Linked DNA regions of Zea mays: region 1 is linked to region 2. The links are chromatin contacts, called in public Hi-C maps. All regions are on one chromosome and are shown on one strand. Each heading gives the region's core, a stretch centred on a gene start, on an enhancer-like site or on the middle of the called end of the contact. The rest is flanking DNA. Distances are from core to core; before and after follow the strand shown. Region 1 holds the start of LOC100282109 (stem 28 kDa glycoprotein). Region 2 holds the start of LOC100037763 (derlin1-1).

The links. A called contact is a pair of places that touch in the nucleus more often than the background predicts.
Region 1: a Hi-C map of leaf shows a contact between it and region 2, with 8 times the contacts expected there. The contact joins the promoter of LOC100282109 here to the promoter of LOC100037763 in region 2. A contact is called at or near these places in 2 of 25 Hi-C or Micro-C datasets (ear and leaf).

What each region holds. Positions count from the first base shown.
Region 1 is chr8:111,547,520-111,550,219 of Zm-B73-REFERENCE-NAM-5.0, reverse strand. It overlaps LOC100282109 (stem 28 kDa glycoprotein), which reads left to right and starts at 1,359. Exons shown (of 3, transcript NM_001155022.1): 1 at 1,359-1,822; 2 at 1,912-2,121. The coding sequence starts at 1,422.
Region 2 is chr8:111,328,671-111,331,472 of Zm-B73-REFERENCE-NAM-5.0, reverse strand. It overlaps LOC100037763 (derlin1-1), which reads left to right and starts at 1,444. Exons shown (of 7, transcript NM_001112475.1): 1 at 1,444-1,539. The coding sequence starts at 1,523.

The sequences.
Region 1 (2,700 bases), core at 110-2,609, 220 kb before region 2:
GCAATGCACGAGCATCTAATCGGTCTTTATAAATAAGTGCATAATGTTTGATCATTTCAACAGTACGTAGACAAATCTATATCTATACCACTATATAATTCACCAATGAAACTTTGCAAAACTCAACTAACCAAATCACCCCACACCCATAACCTTTATTAAATCCACCAAATAAATTGTGCCAAGTCTTAACACACTATCAAAACCAACGATTCAGATCCACTAGTACACATAAGCTCTATAGTGGCGATTGTGAACCTATTTTCACTGGCGTTTTTTAAAACCGTCATTGCTAGGGGCCAGTACCAATCATCATTTTTACAGGCGGGTAACTGAGGATCGCCAGTGGAAAGGCGGCCGGCGTAATAAAACCGCCAGTGAAAATTATTTTCAGAAAAATAAAATAGGTTTTAAAATCAGTAAAAAATTCATTTAATAAAGGCCTGGGCCCACCCCACCCGCTCGTCTTCGTCTCAAGTTGCAGCATTTTACGTGCAAAATTCATGTGTTATGCAGTTGCTAGGAATCGAACCCTCGAACCTCACCCTCGCGCGTACCCTCCTCTACTACTCCATCTATGGCATGCTTTATTTTTAGTTTGTAGTTTTGTTGTCCACGTATTACAACTATCTAAGTGTAAATTGCTTGTTTGAGAACATAATCGAATTCAAATCAAAAAGTTGTCAACTACAAACTTGAATAACTTTTAAAATTCTACATCTTTCATTTTGACACTTTTTCATCTGAGGTCGTTTACAAATTTTGAATTTTAAATTTGACAGATTTAGATGCAATTTTTGAGAGCCGAAATAATTTCAAATAAAAAAATTGTTAACTATACAGTTTTATAACTTTTAGAGGTCTACAACTTTTATTTTGATAGTTTCATCAAACGGGGTCTTTTGAAAAACTCGAAAAATTATGGATAAAAATGATTTATAATGGGGTTCATTAAGAAAACTGCCACTAGAAATCATGGATTTCTATAGACGATTTTCTTAAGCAACCGCCACTAAAAATAGCACAGACGGTTGATAACTGAATTCGTCTATAAAAATATACCACACCGTAGGTTTTAAGCCTTTTTCTACTCGTGATCGTTGAATAATCCCTCTTTCTTGTTCATTCAAATCAAATAAATAATATTATTTAAATAATCTCTTATCCCTCGTCCATCTCACTCCCACTCCGTCGTCCCACCCTCTCCTCCCAACGTCATCCTCTCCTCCTCACTCGTGCCACCATCTATCCCTCTCCTCGCGGCACCGCTACCATCAATTCCCTTTTATCCGTAGGATCATAGTATTAGCACAACCTATACGCCAGTAGAAAAAAAGACCTGGGGTGAAGATACGCTCACTCAAACGTTTCCTGTTCCTATCTAGCTAGTAGTAGTTCCAACGAAGCAACAGTTGTACGTCATGGCGCTCGAGCCCCTCCGCCATGGGCTGGTGTCGCTGCTCGTGCTGCTGCTGCTGCTGGTTCACGCGGCCAGCGCGGCGCGCGCGCGCGACTTGCACCTGGAGATGGTGACCACCTCCGCCGCGACGGCGCGCGCCGTGCCGTCGTGTGCGAGCTGGCGACTCGGGGTGGAGACCAACAACATCCGGGACTGGTACAGCATCCCCGCGGAGTGCCGGGGCTACGTCCGCGACTACATGTACGGCGACCTGTTCAGGCAGGACTGCGCGGTGGTGGCACGTGAGGCCGCCGCCTACGCAGAGGGGCTCGAGCTCGGCGGCGACGGGAAAGAGGTGTGGGTGTTTGACGTCGACGACACCACCCTCAGCAACCTCCCCTACTACGCCGACACCGGATTCGGGTATGCACGTGGGTGCTCGTGCTTGCGTCCAAACTTGCAGGCTGCGAATCAAGGTGACGAGAGCGAGAGCTTTTCTGTTCTGCGTGCAGGGCTGAGCCGTACAACGCCACCTACTTCGACGAGTACGTAGCGAACGCGACGGCGCCGCCGCTGCCGGAGGTGCTGCAGCTATACGAGACGCTGCTGTCGCTGGGCATCAAGGTGGTGTTCATCACCGGCAGGCACGACTACGAGAAGGAGCCCACCATCAAGAACCTCCGCAGCGCCGGCTACCACACCTGGGATAAGCTTGTGCTCAAGTACGTAAACTTTTTAATTTTTGCGTATCAAGTAGGTTAATATTAAAGCCCCATATATGATATATCCCAACCACTACAGTAAACGGAGAAACGTCCAACGGCCAAAACCGTCGGACATTAGAATTAAACCGTCGGAAATAGCTTATCTCCGACGGCAAAGACTTATCTCCGACGGCTTTAAGCCGTCAGAGATAACTCGTCGGAAATAATGCAATGTCCGACGGCAGCCGTCGGACATAGCCTATCTCCGACGGCTGCTAGAGCCCGTCGGAAATAATAAATCTCAACCGTTTTACCGGTCAGTCAGTGGGCCCCACAAGCTTAAGTCCGACGGCCCAGCGATAAGCCGTCGGACATAAGGTAAGGTTATGTCCGACGGTATTTAATGCCGTCGGAGATAAGTCAAGGTTATGTCCGACGGCTACCACTAGGCCGTCGGACATAACAAATTACAGAATTTACACAAAATTCTGTTTTTAAAAAAATCTGACATTTACAAAACAAAAACAGATTCATGCACATATACACATTCACATTCACAATCACAAATATACACATTCTAATAAGTATTCACAATCA
Region 2 (2,802 bases), core at 195-2,694:
CATATTAACGACAACAATCAACATGTATATGACGTGTGTGTATATGACGTGTCGTACATACTTTAGAAGCCAACGGACCATCGCAACACCGAACCAACACATAGTACATGATTTGCAATGCGATACAAGAAATTAGGTCCAACTCGAATGCTCACGTTATATGAACCAAGAAAGAAAGAAAAGCGCAACATCCATCTCCAGCTGACCTTTGGCACAAGATTTGCATCCTTCCTTTTTTTGAAAAGAATCTACACAAAACTTTCTATGCAATCCAAGACGAAGCAGGCACTGGTCGTTATGCACCAGCAGAAAACGCTGACATGCTACGCAAGCTTTGCAACTTTCCCTTCTCCAAAGGTCTGCTCCTTATTTTTTTTTAAAAACCAAAGCCATCGCACTAATAATTAAGGGTATTCAAGGAAACTCACATAAATCCTTAATATTATAGAAGCTGAAGTCTATGATTAAGCCAAACACTCATCGAATCCACCTAATAATTTATTGAAGTTGTTTTATAGTGAAGCTGGAAAACCAAAGCTACAATTCTTGAAATGAAGCTCTCCTAAACATGCCCTTAGAATACATTTAGATACGTTATTTTGTTTATTATTTATATTAAAAATATTTTTAAACCTAATTAGATTGATATTATAAACTACCGTCTACTATAAAGCTGTTCGTTCTAGATTGCCATTTGATACGACTTGTGCAAGAGTCGTACCTCGGCTTCAACAATAAGATTGCTCCTCGTTGATCTACTGCTTCGTGCTTAGTCACGATTGCCAACATGAGCCACATTCAAATAAAAAAACTTAATTGGACCAACATCATAGGAAAAAAACTAGATCAAAATAAAACTGAAATTGCACGCATATAGCAAACTGAAAAGCACCTTCATTTCTTTCCCAACACACATTACACTTGACCTCAATACTAACATCATGAAGCTCATCCAAACTAATCAGATGATCCAGGAATACTTGAATGAGAGGTTATCGTGCCTCCAACGCAACAACTTCACGGTCCTCTCCAAACAGTATATATGCTTAAAACGAATTTGAGGGCCATCATTTTCAGATGTATGGTAATTGACTTAGAATAGCTGTTATATGCTCTAAAGACAAAGTATTTATCCATAGCCTATGAACAAGAAATGAAACAAATTAGTTGGCACTAATAAACAATACAAAAAATAAGAAAAGATCAAAAATAAAATGAAACCTGTAAATCGGCAGTGGACCAATCGCCGCTCACCAAGGCCACCTCATCACCCAGCCACGTTACATGACCAATCGCCTGCGCCGTAGCGCGCACACCTACGTGTCGAGCCGTCTTCATCCCTCCGACCGGAAATCAACGGTGCGTTTGCTTCTCTCCTCCGGAAGGTTCTCGGCTTCTCGCAGGCGCGGCGACCGGCTTCAACCCCAACTCTTCTTCTTCTTCCTCGCAAACTTCGAACGGGACGAGAAGGAAGCGGACGCGAGAGGAGACTAACCGACCTCGGATCCATCGACGCGTGAAGATGTCTTCGCCCGCCGAGTGAGTCCCTTCGACTCTTACAGCGGTTTCATCTGATTCCAAGCTTCGCGATCTCAGATTCCGAGACGTAGATGTTGTATGGTAGCCCCCGTGATTCGGGTTCGGGATCGCTAGAGGAATTCGAGCTGAACTGTTCCGAGTAATCGATGGATCCCATCATTTTTATCAGAATAGAGTGGGCTTATCCTTGGGTTGCCAGAGTCGAGGTCTGTGGCGGCGGATTCGTGGTGCCACTTTGATCCCTTAGGCTTCCGCTTCGAAATTGGTCTGGCATTTGAGCTGATATGTCCATGTTCGTCGGTGCTGTATGTTGCTGGACTGGTACAGCGTTACATACATACATATACATCGGCTTTGTAGTTTGTACTGCACCTTTGTACTGTCACGAACACGAGATGAAGGGTTAGTTTTCGCTGTTGATAAATAGTCTTTCAACCTGGAAGTAGAGTTGAGTGAACTATGGCCTTTATCCCAAAAAATTTATAGTACCTGAATTGGTTTGTTCAGTTGGAGTAACAGCCCCCTCAGGTCTCATTTGGAATAAAGTTTTTTTTCCTGAATCTGCGTTTTTCCTGTGTTTTTTAACTAATTCCTGTAAGGGCTTCTATGAAACACAAGAATTTTATAGAAATGGTATAGTAATTTAACAGGAATTAGTTCAAAAACACATGAAAAACACAGGATTCAGAAAATTTTCCTTGTTCCAAAGGAGCCGTAAAATTTCTATATCATTCCTGTGAAATTCCTGCGTTCCAAAGGAGCCCTCAAACTTTGTAATCTTCGGCTGGAAGGTTGGATGGATGTGTTGGTGTTGACAATATCGATATGTAATGTTTACAGATTGTTTTCGTTATCAATTAGTTCCATGATTGTTTTGCTGTATATTTAGAGTCGTCAGCAAAAAAAATAATTACTGGTTTATGAATAAGGGTGTTTCAAGCCACTTTATTAATTAGTTTAATTTGAAACGAAGAACTGGAGTGTGCATCACCTGATGCATAGAGACAGTTTATAAAGTAATAACATTTTGCCACTTCGTTGTTGTCGAAATCTACAAAGGAGCCTGGTTTTTCTTTCTCCTTTTGCTTTTGCATAGTGGGCTGAAAATATAATATGTCAAGAAGACATCCACTTTGATATTCTTTGATGATAGGGCCCTTGATAATACTGGCGATGCATTTGCCAATCAACAAAAGGACTTGACTAAAAACGCTGGTGTTGGGAGTTAGAATCTGTAGATCTGGGCATCTGAAGCTGTCATCA